Regions from separate parts of the Sus scrofa genome. Here region 2 is linked to region 1. Evidence: chromatin contacts called from public HiChIP or PLAC-seq data. All regions are on one chromosome and are shown on one strand. The core of a region is the stretch at or near the end of the contact, and the rest is flanking DNA. Distances in the headings are between cores, read along the strand shown.

Region 1 (6,215 bases), core at 3,444-5,943:
CTGTAGCCACCGGCCTACGCCAGAGGCACAGCAACGCGGGATCCGAGCCGCGTCTGCAACCTACACCACAGCTCACGGCAATGCCGGATCGTTAACCCACTGAGCAAGGGCAGGGACCGAACCCGCAACCTCATGGTTCCTAGTCAGATTCGTTAACCACTGCGCCACGACGGGAACTCCAGAAAAGTCTTTTCTAGCGAATCTTCTAGGGAAAGAGAAAACCTGGAGGAATGGGGAGTCAGAAGGGGTGGATGGTGCCAGCATCTGCCAGGCAGCAGCGGGGTGGTGGTGGGTGGGCAGGGGGCCACAGGGTGAGGGCCTGTCACAAGGCAGCCAGCCGCTTGCCCCTCATTGCACCACTAGTGTTGCTACACCTTGTGATCTGTCAGGAGCTGGAAACTGGTTTACATGAAATCTCCTAACTTTTAAAGGTGGGTAACAATTTTGGAACTTTTGTCCACACCATGTACTTAAAGGAAAATAGTGGTGGGCTACCATGGTCAGCCCCTGGGCTGAACAGCTGTCAGAGGGACTTCTATCCTCTCTGCTGCCACGCTGCACCCATACCAACCCCACACGGACCTGGCAAGACTGTGCCCTCTGAATCCCAAACTCAGGGCTAACGCTCCAGCCCTGTGTGTGGACATGATGGCTATTGAGGGTAGAAGCATAGGGCAGCTTTAGGAGAAGACCTGGAGCTGGAGTCATTGCATGGTGGGCAAGAGGGCATTCAGGAAGGCTCTGGAAGGATGAGAAGGCGAATAGAGGAGGCCGGGCTGGGCCTCAGTGACTAGGGCAGCCATCACGCTGCAGGGCATAAGCTGAGGTGGTCACAGACCTGCCCTTATCCATGTGGCCAGCCCCTTGCTGGATGCCACCACCCTCTTCCTAACAGCCACGCAGTGCATGCTTCCAACTTGTGAAGCCCTGGGTAAGAAAAGCAGCACATCAAAGCCATGAAAGCTGATAATGCAGAGTCACCAGCACTAGCCGCTGACCTGGGTGGGTTCCTGAAGGGACTGCTAGTTCTTAGCTTGATGTATCACTGGCAAGGGACACTTGGGTGGAATCTACCCAAACCCACGTAGCACCACGGGCACAAGGAAAGGGGAGCGTGGAGGGCCTGGTGGGGTGGGGGCGCCTGGTCAGAGTGGGCATGGACACTGCAGCTTCTGCCTGGACCAAAGTATCCCAGTGGGAGCATATATACGAGTAACTGCTCTTCTCTCTAAAAGGAATCTGGGCTCCAGAAAGGCAGAGAAAGATATCAGCCTAAGTGGGCAGAAGCTTTCAAGCTGCCCTCCCTCAGGCAGTGGGACAGACTGGGCGGCAGGCCCACCTGGGCCTCCTTCTCTGGCTTGGTCATGTTCAGAAACATCTGTGCGATTTCCCGGTCGAACACACGCACTCGGTCCCAGTCCAGAAGGAGAGACCTGTCTTGGTCAGTGTTCACCTGCAGGATGGGAGAACAGAGAGGTTCCAGGTGAGTCAGGGCGGCACCCAGCCCTGTTCAGGTACAGGCACAGTTTGAGGCCTCCCAGCTGAGACCAGGCAGACTGGCTCATGAGGGGATCCTAAAGCTGAGGCTGAGGTGTCCTTAGGGAGCATTGGAGCCCCCACATCTCGTGCCATCCCTGCTCTACCCCTAACTTCCCCGCCACCCCCCACCACACTAGGTGTGGCCCCACCCAGGAGCCCCCCAACCCCATGCTGACTGAAGCAGGTCTGTAATATGTTCTAAATCTTATAAGAAGCCTCCATTCTATTTGGAGAAGGAGTTCTAATACTTTTTAGAAGTTTGAAAGTCAGCGCCCCGTTACCCTAAGTCCAGTCAGTCCTTGGATCTGACCTCCCAGCTGTAGCCCCGGTGGGTGACCTCATCCCACACTGCCCAAGCATCCAGGTCCAGCCTTGTCTTGCCACCTTCATGAAGGCTGGGGCCTGTCCCTGGCACCCATGACATGGCCTGCTCAGTCAGCTGCAAACACCTGTGCCCTTAGCCTGAGGACTATGACAACGATGACGGAGATGCTCAGAGTCCACACCCAAGCTTGGAGAGCCCCAATGTGAAGCCACAGGGAAGCCAACCTTGGCCTGCAGCACCCAGTAGGTCTCTGGTTTGAAGGACTGGATCTTATCGTGTCTCTCCACACAGAAGCCCAAGGTGGGGGTCTGGCACGGCCCGAAGGAGATGAGCGAGCTGTCCAGGTCGCCATATTTCCCCTGGAAGTATTTGGTCTGGAACCTATGGGGATGGGGGGTGGACATGTGTCCCCTCAAGCACCATGGGAGGCAGGCAGGGGGCTGGCTGGCAGTGCGGAAGGAGGCCCAAAGCAGCTGCTCATTGCTCAGGAGGTGGGGTAAAAGGACCCACCCGGCATAGGGGTAGAGAAGGTGTGGGTGGGTGGAGTGAGCTACATGTGCGCTGACAGGAAGGCAGGAAAGAGTAGAGGCTCTGACCTTCCAGAAGCAGGAAGCCCTCTGATCTCACTCCAGGCCCCTCACCCCCTCAAGACCCACCCACTATACTTGTCAGGGAGAGGGGGGCATCTGTCATCTGCCTCAGCTAGAGACTATTTCCTCAGGGAACTGAAAATGCGCCACCTCCCAAGGCCAATAAGGCCGAGGGTGCAGCCCGGGATTGGCCAGGGCAGTGGCCGGGCGCACCTGGTGAAGGCACAGCCAATGCGCAGGTCCAGCTCCTGCCGCGCATCCACCGAGAGCGCCTCGTTGTGGTCGGGCTCGCCCAAGTGGGCCATGGCGTTGCAGATGTCTGTGTCCGTGATGGAGCTGAACCGGGCTCGAAACACTGTCTTCTCGCTGCCATGGGCCTGGTTCATGACAGGCAGCACTGCATCCAGGACCTGAGGGAGGTGGCCTGCTGTAATGCCCAACTTCTCACCAGCATGCCTGGCAGCTCCCACCCTTGCAGAGCCTCCTGTGCGGCCCCTCCCAGCAGGCCAGTCTCCAAGAAACTCCTGTACTCAGCTTCCTCTCCCCTCCACCAAACACCCCTCCACCCCAAACACCCCCTGCCAGAGGCCGTGTCCACCCCGAACCAGGAGGTGCTCTGGCCACGGACATGGGGGGACTCAGCCTCCACCGCCACCCACTCCACCACTTCCCCTCCTTCTGGAGGGAGGGCTGCGTGGACTTGAGACCTTTCAGAGACAGAGGAAGGACTGAGAAGAAAAAAGAAGAGGAGGCAGTGGATAGGAGAGGGGGCCAGGTTGGCTTAGAGCAAGGGCACCGCGGGGTCCTGGGGTCCTGGGGCCCAGACTCACTAAGAATTAGTGAAGGCCGTGCAGTGGGAGGGGAGTCGGTGCTGGAGCCTGGCCATGCAGCTTCTTCACGGGGAAGAAGTGGCTTCGTTTCTGAGGGGAGAAAGCCCATGAGCCGCCACCACTCTGCACTCCAGACACCAAGGTCCCTGGGGAGGGGCAGCCCTGCAGGGGAGGGCGGGCGGTGGGGGACAGTATCTGGGAACAGCTAGAGCAAGTTTCCTGAGAGTGCCAGGCCCTCGGTGAGAGCTAGGGTGTCAGAGTGTGAGGGGCCCCTGCCCGAGGGAGGGCTCACTGGGGGTGGCAGAGGCGGAGGGCAGGGAGGTGCAGACGATGGAGCAGGCAGGAGGTGAGAAGAGGGTGGCGTGTGAAAGGGGGTCACAGCGCTAGCTGAAGTCCCCTGCATGGCCAGAACCACCCTCTCCTCCAGGCAGCCCTCCATCTAGGAAATCCTGCCCCACTGCTTGCTCCTGTGCCCAGCAGGAGAAGGGACACTTCCTCCCCTGGGCAGAGCCCCTGCATCTTAAAGCATTTACAGAATCTCCCTTTAAGTTGGTGCTGGCTCCCCAGGGTGGCAGTGGCCCAGAAATGGCGTGACAGTGGCAGGAAAGCGGATGTGTGAACCCCAGGGCCCTCACCTCAAAGCAGATGTTCTCGCCCTCCTTGTCGCAGTCCAGCCACAGCACGATATAGTCGCAGCCCTTGCCCTCCACCTGCACACAGCACACAGCACACACGGGGACTTGTATCTGCCCGCCCCCACTCTGCCCCCGGTCCCTCCACCCTATCAGGAGGCTGGAGTCCAGGGCAGGGCCTGGGATGGGCTGAGGAGCTGGCTTATCGGGCTAGCTTAGTCTCTCAGGAAAAAAACACTTCAGAATTGTTTTTTCGATTAAAAAAAAGGTTACAAATGACATGTGAGCTTAACCTCCAAAACTGCATAGAAAAAAGGCTGAAATGGATAATTAACTATTAACAGTGGTTGTCTTGGATGGTATGATTATAAATAATTTTTTCTTCTCCTACTTATGTGTATTTTCTTTTTTCTTTTCTTTTTAAGGCCACACCCACAGCACATGGAAATTCCCAGGCTAGGGGTCCAATCAGAACTGTAGCTGCTGGCCTAACAGGAATATGGGATCTGAGCCACATCTGTGACCTACACCACAGCTCACACCAATGCGGGGTCCTTAACCCACTGAGCGAGGTCAGGGATCTAACCTGCATTCTCACAAAGACTATGTAGGATTCTTAACCGCTGAGCCAAAATGGGAACTCCCCTATTTGTATTTCCTAATTTTCCATCACATGTGCATTTGTTTTAAAATCAGGAAACCACCACCAAACTATTTTAAAAGCAGAATCCTGCTCTGGGGGTTGGGTGACCAGGGTGCCCAGGCCAGCTGTGTCAGGGAGGACGCACTTGTAGGAACTTCACCATGTTCAGCTTGGGGTTGGCCTCCTTCTTCTCTGTCGGGGCCTGGCTGAACAGCTCGGCAGGGTCCACCTTGTCCCACTTGTTGTACTTCCCTACAAATGCAGGCACAAGGACATTAGAATCACACTTGACACCTCAAGTGTGTCAAGGGGGGTGCTCAGGGAACATCTTCCCAGAGCGGGGCCTGCCTTCCTGAGCTGTGAGCTGACACCCCTCGCAGGGCAGCCCAGCAGCGATGCCGCTCCAGTCATTCCTGGCCGTTCCCTGTGGCTGGGGCACCACACCAGGCCCCAGAGATGCACTCTACTCATGCATGCCTGGCTCCTCCTGCAACCAAGTTCTGTAACCTCTCCCCACCCAGCACTTGGCTGGCACTTAGCAGGTGCTCAGCAGATCCTGGGGAGCATCTGTCTCCCTGGGACCCTGTCTGGTGTACCCCCTCCTTCCTAGTTTGGGGCATAGGGATCACTTGCCCAGCCCTCAGGCTTCCTCTTAGGTCTCACTGGTCAGACAGAGCCAAGGTCAAGTCCCGGCTCCCCACCTGCTGCTGCTGCTGGTCAATTCAGGGTCCCACTGCCCGGCCACATGACTGGGTGGGAGTCACTGAGCAAAGAGCTGTCGAGGCTGTGCTGTAAGTGGCCTGCACTCAGCACTGCAATTCCCTCTATGCTGGGGCAGCAGACAGTCCTGGGAAGTGATGATGCTGTCCTCAGGCCCGTCACACACAAGAAGCAGCCCCAGCAGGGTAAAGGTCTAAGTCCAGGTCAGACCCTTGTCAACTGGGGCCCTACATTTCACCCCAGTGAGTCACTGAAGCTGGCCTCCCAGTAACAGCCACTGAGTGACCGCAGGACGAGGGTCTAATGGTGGGGCAGCAACCCTCTTCTGCATAACTGCCCGGGCCAGGTCACCACTGAGGTGGGCACCCTGCCCCCAGTCTGCACAGGAGGATACAGGGCACACAGCGATGGAGGGGTACCTCTGGGATGGGGACCCAAGTCAGCACTCCTCAATCCGTTGGCCTCAGACAAACCTTCCGGGCTCAGTGCCATGGAGGGTGAGCAGGAGTGGGGGCTCACCCAGAAAGTCCAGGGTCATCACGTGACCACAGACAGATGTCATCTTGAAGTGGACAGGCTGGCCAGCAAAGGTCCCTGTGTATTCGTGCACCGAGCACGTCCCATTCAGCCCTTTGTGCGAGGACATGTTTCCTGTGAGAGAAGCAGGGTGATGGCCAGGCCAGCAAGCTGTAGCTGGTGTCCCCCTGGCAGTCATGAATAAGGATCCTCAGGGAAAATGGCACTGCTCACCACCTAGCACTGTGTTCGCTCATAGTACTGGTGGGTGGGGGCCAGAAGCACCCCTTGGACGCTCATGCACAGGCACTGGGCTTGTCTGCTGCATTCCTGTGCTCACTCTGAACTGTATTTCTGCCTCTTTCAAACCCAACTCAGAGTTCCCCAGAGCCCCCCTAACTGTTGAACCCTGGGAATTCA
Region 2 (5,622 bases), core at 2,446-4,945, 130 kb before region 1:
TTTCTGCTGCTCCGCAAAGTAACCCAGTCATCCATAAACATACATTCTTTTTCTCACATTATCCTCCATCACGCTCCATCACAAGTGACTAGATAAAGTTCCCCTGTGCTACACAGCAGGATGCTTTTCCTTTTTTAAAAAACAGGAGTGTGAAGGCTTATAGTCTACACATTTTAGCCTCAACTAGAAAGATCCGAACTCCTGCTTTCTATTGCATTTCCCTTGGTCACCCTCCAGAGGATAAAGTTAAGAGTGAGCTCCTAGAGGAGGCACAGAGCCAAGGACTGGGACTTGTCAAATAGAGGACATGACTGACATGCAGCACCTTCCTATGGACACCTGGAGGGCGCCGGAGACTCGCTCATGCACTTCTGGGCCCGTAACTGCTCATAGGCTCCTGTGTCTGCAGAGAGGCACAGGAGACACCAAGCCACCAAGTGGAACTGTCCCAGCTGACCTGTCCCCCCACAACCTGCAGGTGGGCACTGCAGCCCCGAGTCTCTTCCTTTCACAGACCATGACAATGTCCTCAGATCCCTGCCATTCCCCTGGCCCAGTGTCGGGGCCTGGAGGAAAGTCTGTGGCGCGGGCACTTACCTCATCACTTGGGTCATAATACTGCTCCAGGTATGGGTGGGCAAGAGCCTGCTCTACTTCAATCCTCTTGTGAGGGTTGAATGTCAACATTTTGTCCAGTAAATCCAGAGCTACAAAGAGACAAGTTTTGTGGTGGTGAAAAGCCAAAGGAAAAAGTCACTGATACACTTCCCACTTCCTGTTCAGGATAACCGACCACAGGACAGCTGAGCAACACAAGCATGGCCTTGGGAGAACAGCCAGCACACGGGAGCCCACCCCACCTGCGAGCTTCCTGATCCAACCCTCTGACAGCAGCAGACCCAGGCTCAGGAAGGGGATGTGCTTGGCAAAGAGGCCTAAAAACTGTTCTGCTTTGCAGAGGTTTCACACAAGTGCTGCTCTTTCTTTTCTTCTTCTTTTTTTTGTCTTTTTGCCTTTTCTAGGGCCGATCCCACGGCATATGGAGATTCCCAGGCTAGGGGTCTAATCGGAGCTGGCCTACGCCAGAGCCACAGCAATGCAGGATCCTAGCTACGTCTGTGACCTACACCACAGCTCTCAGCAACGCCGGATCGTTAACCCACATGGTTCCTAGTTGGATTTGTTAACCATTGCACCATGACAGGAACTCCACCTTCTTCTTTTTCCTTTTTTTAGGGCTGCAGCCTTAGCATATGGATGTTCTCAAGCTAGGGGTTGAATCGGAGTGTAGCTTCCGGCCTATGCCACAGCCACAGCAATGCTGGATCTGAGCTAAGTCTGAGACCTAAACCACAGCTCACGGCAACACCAGATCCTTAACCCACTGAGTGAGGCCAGGGATCGAACCTGCATCCTCATGGATGCTAGTTGGGTTCGTTAACCGATGAGCCATGACAGGAACTCCACACGTGTACTGCTCTTAAGTCAAACTCCAAAGTCCTTCTGCAAAGGCTCCCATCCTCCCATGGTTTCAGCCACCTCCTTCCAGTCCTGGCTGAGGCATGTGGAAAGCACAGGCACCCCTGGCCTACTCGGCATCTTTTTCCAAGGCCCAAAACCAAAAGTACTCTCTCGACCTGGCTGGCAGTCAGTCTGGAACACGACTTTTTCTCAAGTGGGGGATGAGCAGGAAGGAGATGGAAGGGTGGCTACTCCATGGCCTGCCCTGCGGGCCTCTGAAGGAGTATCCTGGCACCACCTCAGGCTGTGAGCACAGCCCAAAGGTGTGGCTGACAGTGGCTGGGACAAGGGTGAAGGACAATGTGACAAAACACTTCTTGTATGTAGTGTCAAGAGAAGGCTTCAAAGAGAAAGAATACACATTACTGTTCTGGTAGCAGTAAAAAAGGGTTTTTTTTTTTTTTTTTTCAGAAATGCCTCTCCTTATCTAATGATGCTCAGACCAGTGGTGCTCACAGCGCTGGAACACTGCTGAGAATTCCAGGGCTCCCAGAAACAAATATAAAAACTACTAGGTAATTTAAAATTTTTTTTGGCTACGGCATGTAGTGTCTTGATGTGGGGTCACATTTCCCAGACCAGGGATTGAACCCTAGTGAGAGGGCCAAGACCTAACCACTAGAGTATCAGAGAACTCCACAGGTAATATTAAGGAGAATGTATGGACGCTAAAAAAACCCTGGCATTTACATAATGAAGCCGTGTTCCTTACAGTGATAACTTCTTACAAGGTTATCAACCCCATCCATCTACAAATCAGCAGCTTCAGCTACTAAGCTGTAAGAGGAGAATGGTAATGGAAAACCACTGTAGTCATTTACTCACTGACAAACGTATTCACCCCTTGGGAGCAGCAGACAGTAAACTTTCTGAGGTGACTGCTCATGTGCCAGGATGTCAACCTGGAGAGAGGTGTGGCCGAGGCACCCTGCAGCCTGAGGTTTCTGGCAGGGTGCACAGGCGGGCTCAGCTCTGGGTCCCACGCCCATCCATCTTCAAGAGTAGATATAAATCAATGTGGTAAACCCAATGTTGGCCAAATGAGAAATTCCATGTAACAAAAGACTTTTCTCATGTCTAGAAAGTGAAGTATAGGGAGTTCCTGCTGTGGTACAACGGGATCAGTGGTGTCTCTGTAGTTCCTGGACACAGGTTCAATCCCCAGCCTGGCATAATGGTTTAAAGGATCCGGCACTGCTACCACTGCAGTGTAGGTTACAACTGGGGCTTAGATCTAATACCTGTCGCAGGAACTCTATATGCCGAGGGGTGACCAAGACAGAAAAAAAAAAAAAAAAAAAAAAAGTGTGTGTGTAAAGGGAAAGTGTAGACAAAAAGTAGGTTTTCTTTGGCTGCACCCCACAGCATGTGGAAATTCCTGAGCCAGAGCTCAAACCTGAGCCACAGCAGCATCTAAGCCACTGGAGTGACAATGCTGGATCCTTAACCTGCTGCACCACAAGGGTACTCTAGTAGGATTTTTAAAAAAAATTTTTTTAAGTATACATAATGAATCTGTCTACAAACAGTACATTTTCAAATTAATTTTTGCCTCTACCTATCATCTTTTTGGGGGGCCATGCCTGAAGCATGCTAAAGTTCCCAGGCCAAGGGAACACAGCAGCGACAACACCAGATCCTTAACCACTATAGGCCACCAGGGAACTCCTCTATCTATAATCTTTGCAACACATACTCACAAGCATTCCTTAGGAAATCAGAGAACAATGACATCTGCCTCACAGGCTAGTGAACTTTTCAGAGAAGAGGTGGCTCTTAGGAATCTGGATACAGACTGAGGCACACTGTGGGCAACAGAAGGTGTCATCCTGCAGCAGGACATGAGGTCTTGGGGCCTCAAAGAGGGTAGGCTTCCAAGGAGCCTCTCCACGTGTCAGGACACTGCACCATGACGGTCAAAGAGTTGGGCACCTCTGGCTCAAATCTGAGTCCCACAGAACACCTGGTAGACCTGAGACCACACCACACACCTGCTGTCACAGGTACTAAAACCTGCCTCATTTCCTGCTCCCAAACCCCTCCCCCAGAGCTCAAGGACACTGCCCCAGGATGTACTTAAATAAGATTAGATACTTTGGTCTGAGTCAGGACACCAGAGGGCTAGCCACAGATCCCAGCAACATTATTCCTATGCCCTGAGTCTGCTGAGAGTGCATGGGGGAAGCCCTCCAAGGCAGTTGGATGCTCTGCTGAGGCAACCATCTCCAAAGCAGACCCTTTAGTTTCTTTGAGTTAAACCCCAGGCCTTAAACCTCCAAGCAACTTCAAAGGGAGAGCTTTTTTTTTTTGGCTATTTGAAAAATCACTGAATCTCTAGCCTCTTCTGAGTGCAAGTGCTATTTCTGCACTGCATACCTACAGAAGGGGAAGGAGAGAGAAATGGGAGGCAGCTGGCAGTGCTGATCTTACAGTCAGAGTGCCTGGCCTCCTGCCTCCCACACGGCTCTGCCACCCACTGGCACGGCTCAGACGGCATGAATCATGCTGCTTGTGCATATGCTTCCCTGGATGCAGATTTTATTTCCCCTCAAAGACTGAAGTCTCTTCAAGGCCTGGATGACGACCAACAGCACTCCTGACTCCCTGACAGCCCCCAGAATGCCACATTCTCCCTCTAACCTAGGTCGGGGGGGGGGGCACCTGACTAGCAGTGCCCACCTCACCTACCCAGCAACAATCCCATCCCAAGTCAGGGATGCCACCTGTCAACTCCATCCTCAACTAGAAGTTCTGAGCAGGGCCAGAGAGAATGGCCGCCTTGCGGACTAAGCCACCGCTGCAGTGCTTCTCCAGCTTTCTGATCTCAGAGCCAGACTCTCAAAAGCTCAGGTGCTGGCAGTCTCCCTCTGCTCCAAGGCAGGTGGGCAGAGAGAAAGAGTAAAAAACATTCAAGTGCTGTTAAGAAAGTGGTTTTAAGCTCACGACCCCCTGGAAGAATTTGGGACCTCAGAGGCCTAAGGAGCACTCTGCCAAGAACTCAAGACTCTTCATCTCACTGAGGCCCCCAGCAGCTCTGGGAGAGACTTCTCAGCCCTTCTCTACCCACACGTGGATCCCCCTTCCTGCCTGCTGACCCACACTTCTCTCGGCACATCCTACACCACAGCTCATGGCAACGGTGGATCCTTAACCCACTCAGTGAGGCCAGAGATCGAACCTGCATCCTCATGGATGCTAGTCAGATTCGTTTTCACTGAGCCATGATGGGAACTCCAAATATTGTTAGTTTTTAAACTATGATTTTTTAAAAAGTATTTTATGCATTCTCTTGGGAATCACTTTGATGTGTGAGTAATGATTTAAACTGATTTTCTTCCAAAAAGCTATTCAACTAGCCCAGTACCATCTGCTGAATAATAATCATTTCTTCCACCTCACTGGAGTAATTTTGGAGAGAAATCTACAATACTACTGGTTCAAGGGACTAAGCAGTCAGAAAATTTCTAACAAACACGTGAAAAAATATTCATATTCACCCTCACTTTTAATTAAAGAAAAACAAAAATGCCACTTCTCCCTTACTTGGTTGGCAAACCCAAAAAGGTTCAATACCCAGAACTGTTGGAATAAAAGACATGTGACACAACTGCCAAACTGCCCTCCAGAGACTCAAATGACTTAGACCCCACAGATTCTCTGAGGATCTCTCCTCCTCCTGATTCCTATGCTGCTAAAGTCGAATGTATCACTGTTTTTTTAAATGGAACATGTTCTTGGTATCATATCTAAGAAATCTTCACCTAACTTAAGGTCACAAAGACTCTATCCTATTCTCTTCTCAGAGCTGAATAGTTGTAGTCCTTATATTTAGGTCTATGTTATTTATTTATTTATTTTATTGCACACAAATGTTCCAGCACCATTTGCTGAGGAGACTGACAGGCACCAGTACAAACTTAAATCTCACATGCATGATACTGAGTGGAAGAGTCCAGATATCAAAGGCTACATATGACATCACTGAATTGCTATGACATTCTGGAAAAGGCCAAGCTATTGGGACAGAGATCAGAGTAGACACGGTTAGGGACCTGGCAAGGGAGCTGATTACAAAGGGGCAGGAAGCAACTTCTGGGGATG

What was found. HiChIP or PLAC-seq counts read pairs in DNA pulled down with a chosen protein or histone mark.
Region 2: a contact with region 1 is called in an H3K27ac HiChIP or PLAC-seq map of alveolar macrophages. The contact joins two enhancer-like sites. A contact is called at or near these places in 2 of 5 promoter capture datasets (fetal liver and liver) and 1 of 2 datasets of contacts at active chromatin or transcription factors (alveolar macrophages).

The regions. Positions count from the first base shown.
Region 1 is chr14:50,024,794-50,031,008 of Sscrofa11.1, reverse strand. It overlaps TOP3B (DNA topoisomerase 3-beta-1), which reads right to left. Exons shown (of 19, transcript XM_021072739.1): 4 at 5,799-5,930; 5 at 4,705-4,811; 6 at 3,920-3,994; 7 at 2,668-2,864; 8 at 2,089-2,245; 9 at 1,340-1,453. Among named protein-coding and RNA genes, the nearest start is that of TOP3B, 7.5 kb to the right of the region's middle. Within about 2 kb of position 4,693, at least 5 of the 83 cell types and tissues checked have an H3K27ac peak or open chromatin away from gene starts, as enhancers often do. A contact at or near this core is called in alveolar macrophages, where this site is marked.
Region 2 is chr14:50,151,969-50,157,590 of Sscrofa11.1, reverse strand. It overlaps MAPK1 (mitogen-activated protein kinase 1), which reads right to left. Exons shown (of 9, transcript NM_001198922.1): 7 at 598-707. Among named protein-coding and RNA genes, the nearest start is that of YPEL1, 36 kb to the left of the region's middle. Within about 2 kb of position 3,695, at least 10 of the 83 cell types and tissues checked have an H3K27ac peak or open chromatin away from gene starts, as enhancers often do. A contact at or near this core is called in alveolar macrophages, where this site is marked.